Regions from separate parts of the Zea mays genome. Here region 2 is linked to region 1. The links are chromatin contacts, called in public Hi-C maps. All regions are on one chromosome and are shown on one strand. Each heading gives the region's core, a stretch centred on a gene start, on an enhancer-like site or on the middle of the called end of the contact. The rest is flanking DNA. Distances are from core to core; before and after follow the strand shown.

Region 1 (5,714 bases), core at 1,819-4,318:
TGAAGAACCTTCTGCTAAGGTTTCTAACAACAGCTTGTGAAATTCGTTCTCTTACATCTACATTAACATTGGGGAGGTAGCTTTAACTCTTCGATAACTTGTCTAGGAATACACCAAAAGCTCACTGAATCGCCTAAACATCTGTCAGAATTATGGATGATACAATCATAACATAGGCCAGGAAGAAGAACATGACAATCTGGATGAAGAACTTTGGGTTGTCCCTCAAGCTTGGGCCTGCCACTGATCTACTGCTTGATAATACAAGAATAAACTTTCAGTCATGTCTGCTCAGCAGTGAGTCAGAACAATGTGACGGATACATGGCTTTATCTTACCTGGCGATTCTCTGTGAGAGTCGATGGAATGGCAGACTTTGAATGAAAACAACACCTGGTCCCGTGAGAGATGCTGTTAGCTGGTTATCACCCTGCATAAGACCATGTTTCTTAGAGATTGTGGGCATGAACAGCTAACAAGGAAACATGAACGGATGATATACTGACCCCAAAAACTGCTCTTCTAAGCTGGTTAGGGCTCTTCAACTGGAAGTTAATGGTGGCCGACATAGCCACAATACAAGCAGCATCAACAGTTATCACCTCTCTAGGAGCAAGGATTTTCTGCATGACTGAAAATTGCATGGCAGAATGTCCCCAGTCAAATCCCATCCACATGTTACCAGTCAAGAATAACCAGATAAAGTGAAAAGAATGATATGAGATTGCGTCTTGTTCATGGAAAACAAACTGAGGCACCGAGTGTCTGGTCTGCTATATTTAAATTATTGCAGTTACCAAATGACGTACACATAAACTAAATTATATATCACTGTAAGTGTTTGCATTGTTAACAACATCTGTATCTATTCATGCATAATGTGCCAGCCAACCTAATGTTGCATGTAACTTCTATTGCAAATCATATAATCTTTCAGTGTATCCTAAACGCCCAAACCACTTTAATACTTTATAGCAATGAAGCTCATCTTATAGGCACAATACTTTGCATCCGTCCAATTTGCATTGCTATTGTGTAGATGCCATTGCATTCTCATATACCAATATCTATTTCGCCATGTGACAAGTGCAAAACAGTCTGTACCTGATCCACCACCAACAAGAAAAGCCATCCCCTGGCCCCTAAGTTTTTGTTTAAGGATCATCTGAAGATAAAAAAAATTGTAGAGCTTCAAGTTCCAGAATGCAATTTAGTAAGAAACCATAGATAAAAAGACCAAAAAGGTACATATCCAAAGCAATAATATCCAGAGTAACAATATAACTCAAGAAAGTTAACCAACCTCTGCACCAATCTCAATATTCCGTGGCCTTGGCTCAACTGTACTAGAGACGGAGACATCATTGACCGAACATAGAAAAGCATCTGCCTGCGTTAATAATTAATCATATGAAGTTCTCTTAATTTCAAGCAAAGTTCTCTTGATTTTCAAACAAACTTAGACAGTAACTAACCTGGCAAAGAAGTTCTCCACTAAAGTTTGTTAGATCTACCTGTAACAGACACAAGCAACTAAAATAAGACTAAGTACAATTCTAGTACTATATCAGTGCACAATTGTAATGCCAACACCTCTAATACCGAGCACATTCCACAGCAGCATACATGCATGCTTGACATAAATCTGGCAAGAGGTAGCACTTTGTAATGATATGTATACGATCATACAGTTAGGTTAGGTTGGTGTCTAATCTAATGAAAAAAAATGTATTCAAGTGGATGGTTAAAGTTCAACAAAAGGATTAACAAACCCTCACCTGACATATAGCAGATCACAATTTCAAAGATGTAGAGCAATCCAAAAATAAACAGCTAAGTAGCTAACAAATCTTGAATTTGTTAGCATAAGAGGAGTAGCGACAACAGTGATTTATTCCACATTGCACAAGAAAAGACGATGCTAAGAGAAAAATTAAAACGTAGAAGAGAAGCAAAATACTAACCGGCAGTATCCTCCCAGGAAATGGTGCAGCAATCCCGACATATCCATCATCAGATCCAGAATTAAAGAAAATGGTGCTGCTTACACGTTTCCCAAAAATCCACTGCCACACGCCTCCATCATTTTCAGGCAAGTAATTGTTGTCCATCTGCATATTCCCAGACATGTAGCACATTGCACCTAAAGAAAACAACAATAATGACTGATGAAATAATCGCTATTCGCATGCTAACAATTTCTAGGATTGTATGGTAAACTTTTTATTACACTATATATATAACAGATAGTTCTCAATAACTACCAACCAGAAGGTTATCATTATCAGTAACTACTGACCAGAAGGTTAATCTGTTGTGAGTTAAGGGCAGGGTTACTGCCAACAGGAAAAGTAGACACTAGAGCTACATACTTTTGTACGAAGATATCTAAAACACACAATTTGTCAATTTCTGCCACATAATGACTAGTTAGCACCCTGTTTACTAGGTTTAGTTTAACTGAAGGCCACAGACAAAGATACTTAGTTGAACAGGCAAGCTGCATAGCAGAAGGACTGAATCCAGTTACCTGGTTTTGCAGTCAGCTTCTCCTGAGACTTCAGCATCACCTAATAAAAAACATTTGCCCCCAACAATTCCAGTTGATTACGTTCAAATCATGTGAAGAAAGGAATTACAGGTGTGCAAAACATATTTGAGCACCAGAAAGTACCTGCAGGACCTGCACATCTCCACCGGATATCTGAAACGCCGTCACAGATCCTTGCTGGCTCTGAAACCATCCCACACAGTTGAAAACGAATCAGAAGAGACAAACACAATAGGATCCCATGAGCAGCGGATCGGATAGATCCAGCCCCGTAGCTCCAATCCAACCCTAACATCCTACGCGGAGATGAGCCCCTCACTCGAGAAAAAAAATCAGATCGTCCAGGGGAGGGCAGGAACGCGGACCTGGTAGACGTAGGGCTGGAAAGGAGTGGAAAAGAAGGGCGCGGCCATGGCGGTGACCTTCTGGAAGCTTCTGGAAGGGTCACTGGGCGCCGGCTCGGTGAATCGTCGCGGGGTTCGGGGAAGTTGCCATTCGGAGCCGCGGCGAGCTGTTCTTTTGTTCTCTGAGCTTCTCTAATCACGAGAACTCTTTTGTTGTTTTATTGTGTTGCCACGTTGGCTTATCCAAGCCGTTGATGTACGATGGTGGTGCCTGGTGTGGTGCGCCAAAGCCGAAAGGTGATACGGTGGTGCTACCGTGGCTTGTCCACGCGGGCTACCTGTCAACGTGGCGGCACGCCATTGGTGTTAGTAACTTGCCACGACGTGTCCAAGCACAGACTGTTGCGTTTTGATGTCAGATTTGTGGGTAATCTTTTCTCACTTTTTATTCATTCTGCACGTTATATTCGTCACTATTATTGTCTCTATAATTTTAAATATGAAATGTAAACATAATGGTACATAATGCAAAAAAAAAAACGTTCCAAAAAAATACAAAAGGAAAACCACCCTTCAACCTCAACAGTTCATGTAAAAAAGTTCTGGTACTGATTGAATTCATTGTGCTCCTCAACAGTTCGTGTAAAAAAAAATTGATCGTGGTTGAATTTATTAAGTTAATATTTAGTTGCTAATAAATAACTTATTTAGACTCCAATAGATCCAACCGGTAATCTAGCTAGCCATTAGTTAGAGCATCTCGAAGAGACTCTTTATTTTTGACTCTCTATTTGACTCTTTATTTGTCTCTCCATAAATATTAAACTCTATATATAAAATCTCATTCCAACAGACTCTCTAATATGCAAGTTAACTTGGCTAGCGAGAGTTGCTAGCCAAATTTGGCTAGTGAGTGAGTTAATTTGGAGAACCAGATAGCTTAGCAAGTTAGATGGCTAGTCTGTTGGAGAGCTATTATACTATTAAGTAGCTAAAATTTAGCTTGACAAGCTATTTAGCTAGTCTCTTGGAGATGCTCTTAGTGCTCAACTAATAGCTATCTGGTAGCTACTATTAACAATGTCATATGTACAAAAACAAGTACGGATGGTATAAAAAATCGTAGAGTTAGAGAGAGATGGGGGCGCCAAGAAGTTCAAGTCGTGACTCGTACTCCTTTGTGTCCTTTTGTGGTGAATGAACGGATAGAAGTGACGGTTGAAAGGAAATAGGGTTAAATCTTTTTTTAAATGATTTTGGTGGTTAAATTGCTCAACACAAATAATTAGACTAACTAGTTTGTTCTAGATTATAAGTTCTACAGGTGTCAAACGTTCAACACAAACAAAAAAAGTCCAAGAAAGGGTTCAAAAGAAAAGGAGCAAATGAAACCGAAGGCTGCCCTGTTCTCGCGCACCGGACTGTCTGGTGTGCCACCGGACAGTGTCCGGTGCACCAGGGTGGATCAACTCAAACTCGCCAACTTCGGGTTTCTGGAAATGTCACTCCGCTATAATTCACCGGACTGTCCGGTGTGCAGCGGAGCAACGGTCGGCATCGCCACTGTCGAGTTCAACAGTCGGCTGACATAGCTACAGTACACGGACAGTTCGCGCAGAGTCAGAGCAGGCGCCATAAGGCGCACCGGACAGTGAACAGTATCTGTTCGGTGCACCACCGGATGGTCCGGTGGCCCCACCTGTCAGAGCTCCAACGGTCGAACCCTAACGGTTGGGTGACGTGGCTGGCGCACCCATCGACAAACAGCCTCCCCAACGACCACTTTAGTGGTTGGGGCTATAAATACCCCCCAACAAAACAAAAGGTCAAATCCTCTCCAAGTCCCAAACTCATTCCAAAGACTTAGTGACTAGTGAGAGAGAGATATTTGTGTTCATTTGAGTTCTTATTGCTTGGATCGCTTTTCTTCTTCCTCCATTCTTGTTCTCAACACCTTTGTAATCAAGCAAGAGACACCAAGTTGTGGTGGTCCTTGTAAGGGGTCTAAGTGACCCGTTGATTAAGGAGAAAAGATCACTCGGTCTAGGTGACCGTTTGAGAGAGGGAAAGGGTTGAAAGAGACCCGGTCTTTGTGACCACCTCAACGGGGAGTAGGTTTGCAAGAACCGAACCTCGGTAAAACAAATCATTGTGTCATCCACTTTATTTGCTTGTGATTTGTTTTCGCCTTCTTTTTTGGAATCGACTTTATTTCTAACACTAACCCCGGCTTGTAGTTGTGCTTAAAGTTTATAAATTTCAGATTTGTCTATTCACCCCCTCTAGGCGACTTTCAATTGGTATCAGAATCAGTACTTCATTAGAGTCTAACCACTCGAAGTGATGTCGGGAGCATCCGCCAAGAGGGAGATTGGGACCGGCGGCGACAAGCCCGCCACAAGCCACGGAAAGGCTCCATCGGGGGAGTCCGGCAACAAGATGAAGGGATCTCCTTCACACAACAAGTCGCATCGGAGCGGCGAGAAGAAAAAGAAAATGAAGAAGGTGGTCTACTACGAGACCGATTCTTCATCACCTTCTACATCCGGCTCCGACGCGCCGTCCGTAACTTCTAAGCGCCATGAGCGCAGTAAGTTTAGTAAGATCCCCTTACGCTATCCTCGCATTTCCAAACACACTCCTTTACTTTCCGTCCCACTAGGCAAACCACCGATTTTTTGACGGTGAAGATTATTGTATGTGGAGTGATAAAATGAGGCACCATCTAACCTCACTCCACGCTAGCATTTGGGACATTGTTGAGTTTGGAGCGCAGGAACCATCCGTGGGGGATGAAAGCTATGACTCGAACGAGGTAG
Region 2 (5,714 bases), core at 1,164-3,663, 220 kb before region 1:
CACTATATGATTTGATAACAAAGAACTTTGCATCCTTGTAGGTTAAAGGAAACCCTTCCTGGTTAAATTGGCCTTTGTCTGGAAGAGTACTGTTCTGTTTCCCCACTGAAGGGAGGGCTTGGCCCTTCACAGCAATAGTTACAGTAGGACCGAATTGTTTTTGGTGCTTGAAACCACCAGACCTTGGTCCTCTGTTCAGCTCGGTAAAGCCATCTTGGTTCTCACCACTAAAACCAAAAGGTGCACGCCCTCTGGGCTTGTATTTGGTATCCACAACTCCCCACCTCCCATTGTTTCTCGAGCTATACATGTTTGATCCAAAACCAAGGCCACCCTTCAGTGTGTTCCCATACTGACCATACTGCCCATATAATCTGTTGTCTGGGTACATCCTAGAAGGATATCTAGGTGAGGTCAGACCCATTCCAGACGAAGGCATCTGTGCATGTATACCCTGGAAATAAATGAAACCAACAGCTAAGATTTATTCAGGTACACTGCATATATTTCTCATAATAATCCAAATATGCAAACACATCACATTTGTATGTGCAGTCTTAAGAAAGGAAGTACAATTTAATACCAATGGTATGTGAGAGCAAGCTTTAGATGTCATTGAATGCCAGACACAAGTAATTACTTAAAAAGAAACTCTGCAACACAATATTATGAAAATAATTTGTTTGGCGAACACACCATGAGGTTTGTTGTTGGATGCTGGCTCTGACTTCTCATAGAAGACGAATTGGAACGGTAAGATGTGGAACTAGCAGTTGGTATCTGATGCCCATTCGAGTAAACTGGACCATCGTACCATTGAGCTGGAGAACGAACACCATTGTGACCATAATTGCTTGCAGAAGGTCCACTGCCTTGCATAGGTCCTCTTCCATATAAACCACTGTTTGCTACCGATACATTCAGGTGGGTTTGCTTACGTGGCAGCGAACTGTTGTGAGCAATTGTCATACCATTAGCCCTCACGTTTGGAGTTGCTTTTGTTGCATCTACCAAAACTCGTGCCTGCTGACTGGCAACAGAGGGCGGTTCAGGTTGAGAACTGGCACCATTTAGACCATGTTTTGCGTTTGTTGGTGTTGGTTGCTGATAATATTGAGACGGGTATTGATATTGCTGAGAACCATATGACTGGCCATCATGCCCAACAGTTGGTACTGGAGAACCCGAAGGATATGGGCCGTATGGAGCATAGCCATATCCAAGGTACATGTCTCCATACACGGTCTGCTACATTAGTTCAACAGAAAAGAAAGTATCAGCTCCATCCCTTATGTTATCCACAAGAGTAAATAAGTGATTCACCAAAATTCATAGTTAACAAATTTGAATGTGTAGTGTGTACACATGCCACTGTATTTGTTCTCAGATTTCTAGAGAAAGTGGAAACGCATAATTCAAATGTATCTTAAACTCAAAAATACACCTAGCTGAGATAATTGCACAGTCAACACAAATGTTAACTTACAGGGGGCATCTCCATTCCTTCATGACCAGCATACCTTGAGTCCCATTCATTGGCTGAGCCATCATAACCTGAGAAGCAGCATACAAGAATCAGGCATTGCAATTATGAACGTAGCCACCTACCAAGGTCTGAGGCGACAAGGAGCACAGGTTTATGTACCACTAGGGAAGTAATAGGCTGGAGAGGCATATGCACTGGGCTGGTAGAAGAAATTAGGATCCATGGCCTCCTGTAGTAGAGGTGTTATCGACCTGTCCACCTGTGAAGCAGCGCTCTGTGCATCTCCAGCGTGGGTAGATCCTCCATATGGCATCCCAGAAGGCTACAATTATACGATTCAAGTAGCCATTAATTTTTTTTTATCCTCGGTGAATTTCTCCTTCCACTAAGAATAATTCCGCAAAACGAAACGGTCGCCCAAAACAGCCTAGAAAGTTATACCTTCTTGGCAGTGTCGGAGCCATCCTTGCCCTCCAGAGACAGCTTCTGCAGAAGATTGGTGGTCTCTGCAACTCACGAATCAAGGAAGAAGCACACATATAATTCAAGCAAGCACCTCACAGTTCGATCGATACAGTTTACCTAGTGAAAACGAACAGAATTTTTTCCCCCAATATAAGGGTGACCAAAAAAAATAAAAATGTTTCTTGAAACCGACTCCTATAACACTGCTCAAAGGCCCTGAACACGGATCAAACCCGCCAAAAAAACGAACAGGAAGCAAGGATACGGTCAGCAGCGCTAGGGGCAGGAGCAACTGTCGACATGGCTTCTTCTCGCGAGTCAATTCGATCTAGGACAGACGTCTGCCGCAGCTACCAACACCAAACGACTGCTCCTGGATCGGATTCAAGGCCGGTGTAAAAAATCGATAAGATAATTCTTATCTGTGGTGGGGAGAGGCGGTGGGTAGGTGGTGGTGGAGGATAAACCCTAGGGAGGGGGGAGGGGAGACGAGGCGAGGATAGCCGCCACAGACGCCACGCGAGGGGAGGGAAAGGAGCCCCCCAGCGAAGAGGTAGAGGGGTTTTAGCGATTCGAAGGGCGGTGATTCAAATACCGACCCAAGCCCATCCCCGCTGCTCGTTATCTTCCCAACTTCTGCTCCAGGTACACAGAACTTGTGAACATGTTGGAAAAAAGTGTCAAGTCTCCAGGAGAACATGTGGTGGCACGCTAAATTAACAATGCTCCTTGGTTCGATTTATGGTAGACATAGGAAAAATACCAGAGAAAAGTAACACAAGAAATAGAATATGATGAACAAAATCAAAATACGACGAAAACCCTACCTAGCGATACCTTCAAGAGCTTTTCTAAATTTCAGTCTCTAAATTATCATTATAGTCATTTACATAAAAAATATTTTCTATATCTTTTTAATCTCCAACAGCTTTTATATATCCTGTTTGCATTCTATAAAGCCATTCACGTTTTCTATCTTTGGCGGCAACACTATTGTTTTTCTTCTTCGATGAGTAGACCACATGTTCTCCTTGTTTAATGGATTGCGCTAGCCCATCATTGCCTCTGACATCTATCACCACCTAGACTAGCATAATCCAAATCAGGTTGTTTCCCACCCCTAGCTCAGCGGTGTCTGACCCCTATACTCGTTACCACCACCAAACTGACCACTGTTGTTGGACCCCTTGCTTTCTAAGTCCAGTTATGTGGTACTCCCTACCCTAACCCTAGGGCTCTCCTGGAAATTAAAATAAAACAAAATCCTAAGCCTAAATCCCACGGTCATTGCTCCATTGTCCGACCCACGGCAGTCTCGCATCGATCGCCCCGCCCTTCACCCACGAAGCATTATGCATACTTTTGTTTAAGATTTAGAAATATAGCACAAAATTTCTATGATTCTTAGGTTGATGTTTATGCAAATTATTATTGTATTCTCTTTCTTTTTTCTCTCGATGTAAATCAATTGGTCAAAGCAATGTCTTTCCTCGAGTTTAGCCCAATAACAAAACCAATTCCATGGTCACCACGACGTCCTCGTTTTCACATACACAGACTCGATGTCATTTGTGAAACAATGTCTAACATTCTAAATTCAATGAACCTATCGAGTGTTACGATCCTTGTGACCATGTAAAACAATAGAAATATGTCGATGCCAATTAATGGAATGGTCAACTTCCATCGTTAGTGATAGCGTTGTGTGTGATGGCTCTGAGGTTTCCTACAAAGTTGGTGTCTAGGTGAATATTAATGTGGCTTGGTATGGTCTTTGAATCGATGAGTATGCAAATTCAATTATTCAAACATGCCGTTCAGGTGATATGCAGGTTGCTTCTTCTTGCCATGCTCCATGTAATACTTCTTTGCGGAACATGCATAGTGTTTCTTTCCAACAAGATTCATGTAATGCTTCTTTTGTGGGGGCGAATGTTAACAAAAAAAATTTTGTTGTGTGGCTTAGTTTATTGTCTAAAATATCACAAATAAATGCCCCCAAAAAAATATCACACATAAATGACCCGGCGTTTTACTATAACTTGTATAGATACATTAAATAGACAGATATTATTAGTTTTATCGGTTCATTTATTATGTGCCAAAAAAACCTTAAATGTACCTCATGTCCCTTTGTACATGTTACATTTTTCTCATATTTTTTAGGACTACATACGTATTGTGTGCATGTTGGTAATGTTAGTTGGTACATCACTCGTGTCGTGTCTCTCATTTGATTGAAATTATGTCTCTAGAACTACACGAGGTCATACAAACACATTATGTTATTTTTATCTCCACAGTGTTTGTATTCAAGTCAAGTTAAGTATTAAGGTTCCATTTGGCATGTTTTCACTTCAGTAGTGAAATTGATTTTGTTGGCTTCGGTTTTATGAACAACTCTTTCGGTAAAGCTAGAGCTGTTTTGGTAAAACCGTTTGACAAAACAGCTCTGCATGTAAAGCTGTATAAAACAATTTGTTTGTTTCGGACTAAAACCGACTGTTCAGACTGTTGTAGTTATCCGCAGAGATAAACACTATAAAGCAGTAGAAGTCGGTGCGAATTAAAGTCAAACATGTTTTTCCACATAGAGACCAATAACCCACCACTACTGAGGTGAATCGCCATGATTTCTTCGTCCATCTCAAAACTATATGACAGTATAAACTAGTGAGCTTCCTGAGCAAGGTCGTTTTGTGTTTTGTCTTGTTTGATTGCTTCTTAATTTCCAAAGTAACATGTGTTTACATGGTTATTATGGTCATACATAAAGATTATTTACTTGGAATTACAAAAAACTAAAAAGTATAATCATGTTTTTTATGTGCCGAGAACTCTACCGACCCATATTCATGGACGTTATTACAGAGGTAATATGTGATTCAAAAAAATATATACTGCATATCGTTTTTGCCGTGTGGTTGTGTGACCGTGTCCGTGTGGCTTCCGCATTAATATCTGTTTAAACTATACTACATCATCAGGAAGACAGAAAACCCTAGGCTGCGTTGGGCCAGCCGCCAGCCCACGACCCAATCAGGCCCATTCTGTGTAGGCTGTAGCTGTGGTCCTTGTTGATTGCAGAGCTTTCTCCACAAAGCACCGAGCTTGTTCTTATCTGGAAGCGGTTTCGTTGCTTGACGAAAGATCTCTCTCGATGCCCTTGCTTGTCCTCTCTCGTCGTGTGGCATCTGGAGCACAGCTAAGCGGCTGTTTCGAAGCCCACTTGTAAAGCCAGGAGCCAAGCGAAGAGTTTGCATTCCTGAGCGTACGTTTTTGCCCCCCATCGAAAACACCAATAAGCTGACACCAGAAAGAAGTATCCTTAACGGTTCACACCAGCGTGTAGTCACAGCTGTAAGCTGTTTCAGGCAACGCGGTGACCGACTAGTGGAGTAGTGGTGGCGATAAGCTGACAAAACCACTGCCCCATATAAGATCGGTTTAAAACAGCTTCACCAATTTCAAATTCATATTTCAAAAAATTAACAAAGTCTTGGTCTACTAAATATAGACTAGCATATAGTATGTGCTAACGTTATGATCTGGAAAGAAATGATCGACACCAGGAGACGAGGGGAAGAGGAGGCTGGGAAGGCAGGGATCAGATAGATGATTCATATAATACTGTCTATTGAATTTGAGAACAACTCAAGTTTACTAAATTTAGAAGAAAAAGATATCCATAAGTACCACTAATTACACATGTACCGATTCCATCGTCTCATTTTTCCGACGACGCCCTTCTTGATCGACTGGT

What was found. Hi-C and Micro-C count contacts between places; a contact is called where the count stands out from the background.
Region 2: a contact with region 1 is called in a Hi-C map of ear, with 2.0 times the contacts expected there. The contact joins the promoter of LOC100383052 here to the promoter of LOC100194302 in region 1. A contact is called at or near these places in 2 of 25 Hi-C or Micro-C datasets (ear and leaf).

Annotation. Positions count from the first base shown.
Region 1 is chr1:282,502,253-282,507,966 of Zm-B73-REFERENCE-NAM-5.0, reverse strand. It overlaps LOC100194302 (Tryptophan RNA-binding attenuator protein-like), which reads right to left and starts at 3,068. Exons shown (of 10, transcript NM_001139340.1): 1 at 2,917-3,068; 2 at 2,675-2,734; 3 at 2,531-2,570; 4 at 1,965-2,143; 5 at 1,476-1,514; 6 at 1,304-1,390; 7 at 1,105-1,165; 8 at 507-631; 9 at 339-430; 10 at 1-251. The coding sequence starts at 2,964. The coding sequence ends at 134.
Region 2 is chr1:282,725,908-282,731,621 of Zm-B73-REFERENCE-NAM-5.0, reverse strand. It overlaps LOC100383052 (evolutionarily conserved C-terminal region 2), which reads right to left and starts at 2,413. Exons shown (of 9, transcript NM_001175728.1): 1 at 2,217-2,413; 2 at 1,928-1,992; 3 at 1,646-1,808; 4 at 1,487-1,554; 5 at 697-1,248; 6 at 1-454. The coding sequence starts at 2,253.